Linked DNA regions of Sus scrofa: all the other regions are linked to region 2. Evidence: chromatin contacts called from public HiChIP or PLAC-seq data. All regions are on one chromosome and are shown on one strand. The core of a region is the stretch at or near the end of the contact, and the rest is flanking DNA. Distances in the headings are between cores, read along the strand shown. Region 1 holds the start of RSPH3 (radial spoke head protein 3 homolog). Region 2 holds the start of SOD2 (superoxide dismutase 2). Region 3 holds the start of TAGAP (T-cell activation RhoGTPase activating protein).

Region 1 (4,426 bases), core at 1,610-4,109, 560 kb after region 2:
CTAACAAATGCACCTCATAATATCAATGATATGTGTCTTCTTAGAGTTACATAAAATAGATTTCAATTAACATATGTTACAGATTAGAAGGCCTTTTAAGAAGTCTCATTCTGAAATGTATAAAATGAAGCTTTTTAAAAAAATATATACCTATCTTTTTTGGGATAAATTTTTTTAAATTTCAGTTTCTTTAAATTAGGTACATCAATCCCTTTATCTTAACTTTTAATTCTTTTTTTTTTTGTCTTTTGTCTTTTTAGGGCCGCACCCGTGGCATGTGGAGGTTCCCAGGAGAGGGGTCTAATCAGAGATACAGCTGCCGGCCTACACCACAGCTCACGGCAACATCGGATCCTTAACCCACTGAGCGAGGCCAGGGATCGAACCGGCAACCTCATGGTTCCAAGTGAGATTCATTACCACTGTGCCATGACCGGAACTCCTTTAACTCTTTATAACATCAATTTACTGAAGGAAAAAATAATTCAAGATCATCTAAATTTTTTTAAATAAAGACTTGATGATATTAGACTGTTGCAGAACATTTGGGTTTTATTTTTTAAATCTGAAAATCAGCATTAATTGACAATGGCTTTCATAAATCTGAAATTCATAGTCTCTTCACCAAAACCAAGATAATTTATAGCATCCTACAGGATGTTGTCGCATGGATGTCCTATAACCTTTGTAATGTCAAAATGTTCCCATTAGGTGGCTGAAGAGAGTCGGAAATGAGAGATAACGACAGCGGACAGAATAAAGAGGAAAGCAGCGGTGCCCACACGGCCGTCGTTCAAACTCCAGATTCCAGTGAAGCCTGCGGCCCTCCCATCCCCGCAGTGCTGCCCTTCCTGAGGTCACATGAGGTGCCCCTATAAACTTCAAAACATGCCCTTCTTGCCAAGCAAGTTCAAGCTGGGCTGGGTTTCTACCATTTGCAACGGAGAGTCTTCACTCATATAACTGCTTACTCTAATGCCAATGCTGATGGAAAGTTGGGTGTAAAGGAGGTTTATAAAAATTGTTTTAAATCTTGTATTTACATTGCATTTCCCAATTTTCTAAACACTGCTATACACGTGTCTTTGGATATGTAAGAATAATTGGGTGAGATGGGTAAAGTGGCATCTACTCTGCTATTTTAAAATAATAATGAAAGACAAAAAAAAAAAATCAATGAGACAAAGAATCATTTACATTTTGCCTGAGGTCACACAGCTAGTGAGTGCAAAACTAGAGTGGAACGGAAGTCTTCTAACTCCCAATCCAGTGCTCTGAGCCCAGAACCCTGGCCTGCTGATTCCTAGCCTGTGCTCAATGGGTCCTTTACACACGTCAAATATTCCAGAGAGGCTGGCACTTAAAAGGACCCCTTCCCACGATGTAAACAACTACCTTCTAATTGGCCTATTTTGTAAATATGATTTTTTTAAAATAGTATTTCCTTAATACAAGGTAAGCTTGTGCTACAATTATTTCACTTACTAAAAGTTCATAAAGAATTACTGACACCTTGTGGCAAAAACCTAATAATTCCGCCACCCATTTTCAGTTGAGAGACTTGTCCACTGAGCAGTTAAGACAACAGCAAAACTGCTGGAAAGAATAATCTATGGTTACACAACTAAAACTGTTTCACTTTGCCCCACGTGGGCTCAGTCCGGCCACTTCACAGAAACTGCTATTATGATCAGGTGCACAGACGACTCCACTTTGGCAAAGCCAGTGGTTACTTCTCAGTTCTCATCTTACTTGACTTCTCGTCGTATTTGACCAGGCTGACCCCACAGCTCCTCAAACTGTTGGTTTCAGCAAGACTACACAGTTTACTTTTAAAAGCTTTAAAGCCCTCTAAACTCTCATGAGGATTAAATTCATATCTGAATCTTTCCCTTGAACTCCAGCCTCACATCCCTGACCCACCAGCGGGATACCTCCCACGGATGCCCAAAGCATTTCAGAAAGAACTTGCCCCAGACAGAACTCTCAGTTTCCTACTCCTTTCACCCAGTTGGCTGCACCTCAATAAATGACTATCATGCCATTTTGCTTGTAAGTTATCTAAATTCATTATCTAAAATATCCGAAATACATTTCTCCATTTTCCCCACCATCACCCTAACTCAAGCCGCACCCCTCTCATCGGCAACGCTTTCCCAACTCCTTATTTTCTTACGATCCATTCTTCACTTAGCAATGGCTGAACCTTTGTAAAAGGTAACTCAGATGTGTCATCCCCCCACCTGAGAGCTTTGAACAGCTCTCCATAATCCAAACTCCTCCACCCTCCTCCAAGGCTCTACCCTATCTGATCCTTACTCCTTCCCGTTCTTGGGAGGGACTGTGGGTCAGCTCCTCTTCTGCCTGTGCTGCTCTCCCCCAAACTGATGTGGTTTTTCTGTTGAGACTCCTGAAGGCCTATGCTTTGGAATAAGGGCAAACCAGAAAGTGATCCCAAAGTCTGAATCCTTGCTTAAAGGTCATTTGCTCTTACCCTGTCAGCTGAAAACCACCTCTGAAGAAAGACAACATCAGCCAGTGCCTGCTCCTCTGCAATTTTTTCTATACAATGTCCAATGTTTAATCAAAAATCTTTGAGTCATCTTTCATCCTTTCTACACATATCAAACACAACTTAAATGCCACTTTCTCCTTTAGCCCATTCAGAAATTACCTCCAATTAAGTGTTCAGAACTAAAATCTTCACGCAGTGTTTTTACCTCTAGTATTTACCACACACCTTGTATTAGCGTTTATACAACGCCTACATCTGCTTTAGGCCATAAGCTTCAAAGCACAGGAGGGATCTAGATCTTAATAGGATGGTTTATCACTTACTAGACACAGATCTAAAGATACTTAGGTTTTTTAATCGTCATGAAAACTCTAAGAGATAAATTCTATTACCCGCATTTTGCAGATTAGCAAGATGAAGCACAGAAACATTACCTTGCCAGAGGTTATGAGTCTAGTACACTGCAGAACTTGGATTTAAATCCAAGCATTAAGCTGAACCGAAGAATGCAAGTAACTGATCACTCACGGATGCATAAACTTCACTTACACAAAACAGTAACTTTTACACTGTTAATACTAAAACCAATGCATTTGCGTTTCTAAGGGCAGATCCACCCCATGATGCTTCATCATTCTTCAGGGCACACACAGGTGGCTTAAAAAACTCAACAAAGCGCCCACCTTTCCCAAAATGAGATGTCTGCGGGGGGCCCTCCACGCCCTGTGCGCCACAGCGCCCCCTGAAGGCCGATCAACAGAGCGGCAGGCAGAGAAGCCAGGCGGGAAATGCAGACCAGCTGCGGAGGCCGCAGCAGTTGGCCCCCAGGGCTGAAGAGGTGGCAGTGCTGGGAGGAGACAGCAGGGAAGCCCTCGTCCGGCCCTGGCACGTAACAGAGCTGAGGCCGGGTGCCATGGGTGTGAGATTGCAGGTGGACCGCCCGGCGTAGAGGCGCGGCGGCAGTGGAGGGGTTAACAATTGAGGACGGCCCTCAAGGAATTCGGCCTGGGACACGGCGCCGACACTGGCCCAGCAAACCCACACTCAAAAGCCGGGCCAGGGGGCCACCATGCCCATCTCACTCATGAGCAGGCATATCTGCAAGGGAGGCGCGGATGGGCGGAGTCCAAAACCGGAAGTGCCCCAGAGCCCGGGCCTTCTCGCGAAACCCGCCAGCCGGAACTGCCCGGAAGTCCCGCCCCCAGACGGAACGTTGGGTTGCTTGGCAACCGGTGGAGGCGCCGCGGGCGGGCTCTGTGCTGCCTGGAGTAAGCCGAACGTAGCTCCCACCTCCTGCCCTGGCAGCCTCCGGTCCCGCCCGCCTCCTTTCTTGCCGCTTGTCCTTGCGTCGCGGAGTCCCTGCCCTTGGCACTCCGTGCACCTCGCCGGCTCCCACGACACTTTAGTGCCCACCTGCTTCGAAGCCAAGCTTCACCGAAAGCGAAGCGGTCCGACCCCGGACGTGGCCTCCGCGTTGACGGACCGCGCCTCTCCGGCCATGGCCACCTATACCTACACCAGCCGGCCCCGGGCCCTGCCCTGCCAGCGTCGCCGTTACCGGGACAACCTGATGCAACCGTGAGTGAGCAAACCAGCCCGTGTGGTCGACACTCCCCAACCCCCATCCTGGGACCGCGGGTTGCTGGCCCTTAGCCCTGGGAAAACCTGCCTCTGCTGCTTTCTTTCCTCTGCATTCTGCGAAATAAAATTTCTCCCTAAAGGACTTTACTGTGGTGTGGAGGAATGAAGCAAGAAAGGGCATTAGTTAACTTTCAGTGGTACTGATGCTGGCATGATCGATAACATGTACAGGAAACCGACTTATTTTCACTAACTTTGAGTCAACTGGTGTTTATTGTTGCCCCTTCTAGGAGCATTTGCATACACTTTCTTAGTCCCCAGTGCTGTAAA
Region 2 (4,778 bases), core at 497-2,996:
AGTAGTCTTCTGGAAGGATGTAGCTGAGGCAGATATGATGTTAGAGTCACTTTTACTTGACTGCAAATGTCACTTTTCGACACCCCAATCTTTACTGCTTGCTCAAAAGGGCATGTCCTGGGGGTGTGTGTTAATTTCAATCTCAAAGTGTCATCATTTGTTCAAAGAACATCGATTCAGCCTGATGGGGCTCAGTCTCCTTAGAGTGATATTTTGTTCTTACTAGAACTAGCCCTTTTATTAGTGACTGATCTGTCACTGAATTCTATTGTTTCATCCTGCTAAGTGGCCCGTTTTTCTGGTTCCTACAGCTAGTACCCTAAAATCGGCTCTGAGTATCTCATGCTAGGATTCTTGCAACAGCTTTCTAACTAGCCTGTGCCTCTAATTAAGGTGCAGACTCCCTTGCCTGAAAAACTATTTTCAGTGTGCCTCATTTCAGCTAAAATGCTCCTCAGTTTCCCATTACTAAGCACATGTTTGAGATTTATTTATTATGGCCGCACCTGAGGTATACGGAGGTTCCCAGGCTAGGGGTCGAATGGGAGCTGCAGCTGCCGGCCTACACCACAGCCATAGCAACATTGGATCCAAGCTGCGTCTGTAACCTATGCCATGGCTCATGACAACCCCAGATCCTTAAGCCATTGAGTGAAGCTAGTGATTGAACCTGCCTCTTCGTGGACACTATGCTGGGTTCTTAACCCACTGAGCCACAATGGGAACTCCCTATGTTCGAGTTTTAAGGACATCTGTCACCTGGTCCCAACCTGAAATGCCTCATTCCTCCGATCACATACCCTTACCTTCACCTGACTATCAGCCAACCCCACCTTCTTGCTGTGAAGCCTTGCTCAGTGGTTCCCCTTTGCTGTCCCCTAGTCATGCCAAAGCCTAGTCATCCTTGGGTCATGGGTGGGGTGAGGGTGGAAGAAAGTAACTGACATCCTATTCAGCACTTTTTAATCTGTTTCCTTTTATATTATTCTGTTCAGCGAAGACCCAACTCAGGCCAGTGTAAAGCCTTCCTAACTTCTATTCCTAGCTTCTATACAGGGAGGATTTACACAATGCAGGATTGTTTTTTTAATTGTTGACAAAGCACTTAATACTTGGAGCTCATTAGATATATGACACCTCGCAGGAAAGACTCCTCCGTTGTACTTTTATATTCTCCCAAAGACGCTCAAGACCTCGCTGCTAAGGCTTAATAATCAAGACAGTATGAATTCTGGATTCTAATCCAGACTCTTTCACTTACTAACGGTGTGACCAGGACAACTTGCCTAACTTCATAGAGTTTATTAACAGTTGCCTGGAATCAATGATACCTACCCTAAGGGTGAAATAAATATAATTGTAAACCATGCAGCTCAGTCCCTGCCACATCCTGGGTGCTCAGTAATACTATTATCAGGCCTGGCGGAGGTCCCAAGGTCAGTTTACTCGGAAAGCAAGGTCACTCTGGGCAGTGGTTGGAGGGGCACTGGCCCTACATCTTAGCAGCGCCAGGGCCGGCCTTCCAGGGGGACCTTGCCCTCTGGAGCAGGTCGCGTGACCCAGAGGCTTCCCCCCCACCGCGGTGACAGGGAAGAAACCGGGACGCTAGTGCAGGAGCACAACGCCCTTGCTTGTCCGCGGGCAGAGTCCCCCACCTGCAGGCCCTGCAGGGCCGCGCCTTCGTGCGGAGGAGGGGGAGGCTTAGGGCCATACCATCTCATATGAGGGGGGGACTGCGACCTTCCATTTGGCAACACGCTCGGAAGCCCGGCAAGAAGGGGCACCACGTTCGCGCGGCAGCTGGAAAAAGTGCAGGTGCCCCAGTTCTTGCGTCCCCTGAGCCCAGAACGCGGGTGCGGCGCGGTCGGGCAGAGCCCGGGGCTTCCCCCCCCCCCGCCCCCGGATTGGAAACGGCGGAAACAGGGGGCGGGGCCGAGGCGGGCGTAGGGGGCGGAGCCACGGCGGCGGCTATGTCCTTGTAGCGCGTCTCGGGACACGAGTTCAGCCGGTCGGTCCGAGCAGCCCGGCGGCTGGAATTCTGAGGGTCCAGCGGGCGGCGATCACCATGTTGTGCAGGGCGGCGTGCAGGTGAGCGCCGGGCAGCGGGAGCAGCCGGGACAAGGCCCGCCGAGCCGCCCGCCCGCGCTTCTGCCTCCCCGCTCGCGCCGGCCCCGCGGCGTCCAGAGCACTTTGGGGGCCCAGGCGTTACGGAGACGCTGCGGGCGGCCGGGCCTCAGGGCAGGTGTCCGCTGAGCACGTCCAGGTGCCGCCGAAGCGCTGGACCTCAGCGTTAATTTAATGCTTCCAAGACTGGACGGCTAGCGGGCCAACGATAGGAAGGCCAGGGTGCGCGGGTCCTTCCAGCCGGGTCTGCGGAGACGGGCACGCGGCTGAAAGGGAGCTGCCCGCTCGAGCAGATCCGGCTGTTTGCTTTCTTTCCAGCTCGAGCAGGAATCTGGTGCCGGCTTTGGGGGTCCTGGGTTCCCGGCAGAAGCACACCCTCCCCGACCTGCCGTACGACTATGGCGCCCTGGAGCCGCACATCAACGCCCAGATCATGCAACTGCACCACAGCAAGCACCACGCGGCCTACGTGAACAACCTGAACGTCGTGGAGGAGAAGTACCAGGAGGCGCTGAAAAAGGGTAGGTGCCCAGGGGCCCTGCTTTGAGAAGCTGGCCGCGGGGAAGGGTGGCCGCGAGGCGTGTCTCGGTACGGAGATGCCCCTCGGTTCGTAGAAGCGCTTCACGTGTTTGTGCTTTGACTCAGGGGGTGGAATTCACGTGGGGAACATCGGTTGCCTGGGCAACTGAGACAGGCTCGCGTCGAATTGCTATGATTTGCAATTTGCTGAAAATATAATAGGGAGTATTTTTGACAAAGAGCGCAGGTGACAAAACCAGTAATGCGGAGACTTTTTTGTGCTTTGCGTCAGGGGGTTATGTATGGGGCTACTGGGTTTTAACGTTTCTATACAAAAGAGTATTTCACTTTCTTAGCTAACAGTCGTGGTTTGCACGAGGGAAATAATTGACAGCCCTGTTTCCAGGCTGTATGTATGGCTGAAGCTACGCAGTTACAAGTGTATTTTTTTCTTAAATATGTCTTTATTGAATTTCAGTTCTGTGGAATTCGTCGAGTAAATTTTAGACAGTGACATCTTTAAAAAAATTATTGTCTTGCAGTTTCGTTGATTTACAATGTTACATTAATTGCCGCTCTCCAGCGGAGTGATTCACTTATACACATACATATATTCTTTTTCATATTCTTTTTCATTAAGGTTTATCACAGGATATTGAGTATAGTTCCCGTGCTATGCGGTAGGACCGTGTTGTTTCTCCATCCTGTGTATAAGAGCTTGCACCTGCTGACTCCAAACTCCCAATCCCTCCCTCCCCAACTCCCATCCCCCTTGGCATGTGAGTTTGCGAGTCTGGTTTGTAGATCACTTCTCGGGACGGTGACATCTTGCTGACTGGGGGCATCTAGTGGAAAAATGCAGTATTTCAGCCTGTGCATGACGTAGTTAAGTAAACGAAGAGAAGAGGAAGTTACCATGTTCTGGAAGATTTTCCTGTGACCCTCAGAGGGACCTCAAATTGGGGAAAGGAAGGGTTTGAGTCCGGGAAAAGGCTCTATGATTGAGGAAAAAAACAAACGCGGGAAGAATGTGGTAATAGGGAGGGGATGGGTAAATCCCAGTTGTGAAAGTATTTCCTCCGTGACAGCAGCTGACAGCCCCAAATCTTTCTCTTCAAGAGTTTACAAACAGCTTAATCTCAGCCCTTTTCTTGTGCAATCAAAGCTTCACTTGTTTAATGAAAGCCACTTAAAAAAAGGTTTTACTATGTTTACAAGGTTTTACATTGTACTGTGTTGCCTATTATTATTATTGTAGTTATATTTTCTTTATATGTATATATTTTAATGTAATATTTATTTTATCTATTTTATTATTTTACATTAAGTTATTATTTCTAGAGTTTCCTTTAGAATATATTTAAAAATCATTGAGTTAAATTTTCATGTTTGAAAATTGTGGAAAAAAGAATATAAGGAAAAGAATATTATTAATCTTACCTCATGTGTCATAAAGACTTTTCAAACAAAAATACTTTTATCATATTCAACAGAGGGGAAAAAAAACTGATATGAAACCAAAGAAACTGTTGAGCTTCAGGAAAGTTTTTTTTTTTTTTTTTTTTGCCTGTTTTTTTAGCGCCACCCCTATGGCATATGGAAGTTCCCAGGCTAGGGGTCAAATCAGAGCTGCAGCTGCTGGCCTACACCATGGCCACAGCTTATGGCAACACCAGATGCTTCCCCACTGAGCAAGGCCAGGGACTGAACTTGTATCCTCATGGATACTAGTTGGGTTCATAACCCACTGAACCACAACAGAAACTCCAGAAACGTGTTCTTAAAAGCAGATATTAAACCCCCCAAATTTCTATTAAAATTAAAAAATGATTAAATAAACTTTTAGAGATTGAGATTAAACTAGTTCTCAATAAACATGTTTCTTTCCTATTAGACATATTTAGTTATCGTTGACTTATTAAAAAACAACATAAAGCCAACAGTTATTTTTAGGGTGATTCCTCAAGAAAAATTAATAAGGGAAACACTGATCTGTAAGAAGATTATTTTCTAAACATAGCAAAATTCGACCTCTTATTTATTTATGTATTTTTGGCTGCGGCATGCGGAAGTTCCTGGGCCAGGGATTGAACCCATGTCACGGCAGCGATCTGAAGCACGGCAATGGCAATGCC
Region 3 (4,446 bases), core at 1,814-4,313, 530 kb after region 2:
GATGCCGAGAGGGACCGTTGTGTCATTGGGACTAAAAAGTGTAGTGACGTCACCACCGTAAAGAGCGTGAGACTCGGAAGCAGGGGAAGGGGAGGAGGACCAGGTGGGCAGCTCTTGGCACAGAGCCGTCGAGGAAGACAGGGGCAGGCACCGTGTGGTGGCTGTAAATGAGTAGGAAAGAGTCCTTCTGTCTAAGACCTGTCAGAGCGATTCATACACAGTGTCCGTGCAGACGGAGGGACTGCCAGACAAAGCATTTTGGCCGTGATTTCCGTGGCAAGTGGCCGTGGCTATAAATAGAGTGAAGATAGAGGTAAATGGTGCAGTCTTAATGAGCCGTTCTCAAGCTTTTGGGGTCTCAGGAACTCATTACAAAATTACGCCTCTAGAGTGCTTGAATTTACCTAGTTTATATCTGCCAGGATGTATCTTAGGAGAAATTAAAACTGAGAAAAACGCAAAACACAAGAAAACGCAAGCCTGCATTCCCGCAGCTAGGAAAACATTCCGCATCGTGTGGCCTCCGGAAAACTCCACTACCTTCTCTCGAGAGAATAGAGTCAAAAAGGCAAATAGGGAGTTCCCATTGTGGCTCAGTGGTAACAAATCCAACTCGTATCCATGAGGATGCGGGTTCTATCCCTGGCCTCGCTCAGTGGGTTAACTATCCCGCCTTGCTGTGGCTGTGGTGCAGCTCCGATTCTACCCCTAGCCTGGGAACTTCCATATGCTGCAGGTGCGGCCCTAAAAAAAAAGGCAGATAGCACCTCAGTACTGTTATTAAATAGTTTGACCTCGTGAACCCTCCTGAAAGGGCTCCGGGGGCCCCCAGGGATCCCTGAACGCACTTTAAGAGCTGCTGCTATAGACCAAGTCTAGGAGTTTTTGAATTTCCTCAGGGGCCCCCTGGCTCAGGCTTGTGAAGAGAAGAGGCGAGGTGGACCAGCCCGTGATTTCCCCACTCTTCTCCCCCTTGAATCAACATACTTAAAAAAAAATTTTTTTTTCATTTCATGTGTCAGGATTCTAGACTCATCTTCCTTTGAATATAGAACTCCATGGCAAAAAAAAAAAAGGTTTTTAAATCACTGGTAGAATTGTGTCGTGTGCTGTAGGGGATGACATAAGAAACCCTAAGGATTAGAAAAGATGTAGTCTTCATTTTTAAAAAGAGGGAACTATGCCCGTGAGGATGGATGCTTTAGTTTTCAGAGCAGTGCAAATATTAAGTTTCTCAGAAGAACCTGAAAACTTAAGTATTCCATGAAAAACGTCGTCACATACATATTGGCAAAGAATATGTATTGTTATATTCTACCGTGACTGTTTCATAAATAAATGTATTTATTCAGAAATTATCCATTGGGTACCTAGCACACGCCTGGCTCTAGGCTAGAACAGTATAAATGCCCTTTTTGTAATAATAATAAAAATCAGTGCGTTCGCGTTGGAGGTTTGTAAGGGGAGAAGGGTGAAAGAGCACTAGTACCATCTTCAGAGGACCCTGGCAGTTTCGAGGGCGGGCACCTCCAACTGGAAGCCTGAACGCCAGATCCGTCCTGAGGTCACCCGCTGAGGCAGCAGGCTAGCGGCTCCCCGCCTCAGTTTCCCAGAGTCTGCCTGTCCAGACCTCCTCTTCGGGGTAAAGACGTAGCTCTGTCAAAGTGCAAACGGCTCCAGATTACAAGTGCTAAGAATAAAAAGGGTTTGGGAAGCCTTTCTTGAAGAATAAGCTACACACAGAAATGAGCCCCCGAGACTTACCGCACCCACATGGAGAGATGGGCTATCACAGAGCCCCTCTCTGACCCCTTGGAGTCACTACCCACCCCCAGGAAATGATTTTCTGGCTTCTAGTAGGTGAGTATAGGTGAACTTGGTCTTTGGGGGCTTTGCGTACAAGATACACTCTTAGGTCTGGCCTCTTTTACTCTGTTTTTGGGGTTTTTTTGTTTGTTTGTTTGTTTGTTTGTGAGCCCCAACCATGTCACTGAGTGCAGTTACAGACTGTTCATTCTCCTGAGACTCCACTGTGAGAATGTGTCCCAGTCCAGGTATCTGTTCTGCTGTGTCTGAGTCATTTCACCTGCAGCCTCAGGCCATAGCAAAGACCAAGGATTTGCTCTGATCCAGAAGGAGTGTCCGCAGGTGAAACTCACCATCTCCTTCCTACTTTCAAATGGTCTGACCACAGGAGTGTTTGCTTTTCTGCCCGTGTCAGGACTGGGGCTGACCTGACTACGACTTAAGGATGGGGTTGGAGAAAGCAGAGGTTCGCATGGTGACGGCTCCTCATTCCAGAGGAAGCAGACCTGGCTTTTTTTTTTTTTTTTTTGGTCTTTTTAGGGCTGCACCTGCAGCTTATGGAGGTTCCCAGCCTAGGGGTCCAATTAGAGCTGCGTCTTCGACCTACACCACAGCCACAGCAACACGGGATCCTTAACCCACTGAGCGAGGCCAGCGATCGAACCTGTGTCCTCATGGATGCTAGTCAGATTCGTTTCCACTGAGCCACGATGGGAACTCCAGACCTGGCTTTTGACGGTGGCTGTTTTTCAAAAGAGGCAGCGGGTGTCCTGGGCTTCTTGAAGGGACAACATCCCACACCCAGAGGGTGGTTATCAATGTCTGGTGACTAATGAGCAGGGGAGATGGTGAGTGGGAGGGGAGACGGCGCCCAAATAGAAGACGAGGAACAGGGGGGGCACCTGAAATTACCACTTCAGAAAACAAAGCGATGTTTACGTACAGAATAACACAATTTCTTATTCACACATCCCACCCATGACATTGATCAGACCCTTCACTTTATGGCCATATGTCATTTTTTCCACCCCTGGTAGTTCGCAGATGTTTTACTTTGAAGTGGAAGAAGCAAAAAAAAAAAAAAAAGGACCAGGGCTGCCCTAAAAGGAATGAGGAAGTGAGAGCTCTCCAGCGTCTGGCTGGCCGGGTCCGGGTCTGGGTGACAGCCCGTGATGTTCTTTCCGGTCTCAGTAAGATTCTGAATTTCCACCTGCCCGCCCCCTCGCCTTATAATGCAGAACACGTGAAGTTAGAGCCGTTCCGTCTCCTCTCTGACAGTGGATTAGTAGGAGCAGAGTGTCATGCTGTTTCTCCCATTTTCCTCAGTTCACGGGAGGTGAAAGAACTCTGGCTGGAGGCCCTCCGAGGGTGAGTACCGTAAATTAACGTGACGAGACCGTAAGCTGCCTAGCGGGTCCCTGAGCTGTAAGACTGTATCTAACAGAAAACGGCTCTACCGGCTCTACCGTGGAATATGCAACAAATACTTTTATAAAGAATAAACTCAGAAAGCTTGGCTTTAATGGGCAGCCTGCCCTTTGGGGGTACAGGGAATCTGTACATGTTAATCTTTGCTCTATGTCTAGTTTAAGTAGCATCCTAGGAATACGTTTTTTCCTTTTCTGATGAGACGAGAAAATCTGTGCCGAGCAATTAAAACAGCACCCTGACACAGAGTGAGCGCTCCAGGAAAAAAAAAAAAAATGTCAGTTGGTATTACAACTGTAATGCAGTTATCTCCTGATGAGAATGTAATAAATGAATAACAAAGTTTGGCAGGATGAAGGTATCAGGTTTAAAACATTGAGAAATTAGTGTGTTCAGATGCTGTGTTTAAATAACATAAGACATCTGGGAAAATTTTTCTACCTGATAGTTTCAAACTTCGTGTTTTGTCAGAGTGCCGCTGAAATTGGCCAACACATTCTGTGTAACCCTCCTAACTCTTTCCTGTATGACTTCTCGTAGACAGAGCCAAGGCCACACGGGAGCAAAATTCATCACTGGACAGTCAGCCCAAACTCTAATGAAGTTGACCAGCAGCTGCCATGCTGTATGTGCCCTTCTTACGTTTCTTAATTCATGTTTTTTCAAGGCAAGAGTCAAAGATGTTTCCCTAATTTAAGTTTTTCTCTTTTAGTCAAAAACACTAAATGCCAGTAATATGGAGACATTAATTGAATGCCAATCAGAGGTAAGAAAGCAGTTTTTAAAACTTTTTATCTGCACTGTGGGAAGATGAAAAGCTTTGTATTAATGGAATGTCATTTGTATTATTTAGTTATCAGGATGGAAAATCAATAGAATAAGTGTAGTGAATTAAGCACTAATATTAATTGAGATCTTATAGGATGACAAACAAGACTTTAATATGGATTCGAGAAGCTAGAAAAAAATTAGACTATTGACTAATTTTTGTTATGAATAAGATGTTGATTTGCGTGGAAAGACTGGGCAGATGTCTTCAATCATTATTTTAACTAAGATAAATATGTTTTAGGGTGATATCAAGGCACATCCTCTGTTGGCATCATGTGAGAGTGAAGATAGCATTTGCCAGCTAATCGGTGAGTTTTGAAAATATACTGATCTTTTATGTAAATGATAACAACAAAGGTTCTTGGTTTGCAAAACCACAGC

Evidence for each region. HiChIP or PLAC-seq counts read pairs in DNA pulled down with a chosen protein or histone mark.
Region 1: a contact with region 2 is called in an H3K27ac HiChIP or PLAC-seq map of skeletal muscle, with 4 times the contacts expected there. The contact joins the promoter of RSPH3 here to the promoter of SOD2 in region 2. A contact is called at or near these places in 2 of 5 promoter capture datasets (fetal skeletal muscle and liver) and 2 of 2 datasets of contacts at active chromatin or transcription factors (alveolar macrophages and skeletal muscle).
Region 3: a contact with region 2 is called in an H3K27ac HiChIP or PLAC-seq map of alveolar macrophages. The contact joins the promoter of TAGAP here to the promoter of SOD2 in region 2. A contact is called at or near these places in 1 of 5 promoter capture datasets (fetal skeletal muscle) and 2 of 2 datasets of contacts at active chromatin or transcription factors (alveolar macrophages and skeletal muscle).

What each region holds. Positions count from the first base shown.
Region 1 is chr1:8,240,318-8,244,743 of Sscrofa11.1, forward strand. It overlaps RSPH3 (radial spoke head protein 3 homolog), which reads left to right and starts at 2,860. Exons shown (of 8, transcript XM_001926970.6): 1 at 2,860-4,093. The coding sequence starts at 3,585.
Region 2 is chr1:7,677,606-7,682,383 of Sscrofa11.1, forward strand. SOD2 (superoxide dismutase 2) reads left to right here and starts at 1,747. Exons shown (of 5, transcript NM_214127.2): 1 at 1,747-2,088; 2 at 2,443-2,645. The coding sequence starts at 2,066.
Region 3 is chr1:8,206,235-8,210,680 of Sscrofa11.1, forward strand. TAGAP (T-cell activation RhoGTPase activating protein) reads left to right here and starts at 3,064. Exons shown (of 10, transcript NM_001243543.1): 1 at 3,064-3,174; 2 at 3,775-3,859; 3 at 3,947-4,000; 4 at 4,307-4,373. The coding sequence starts at 3,833.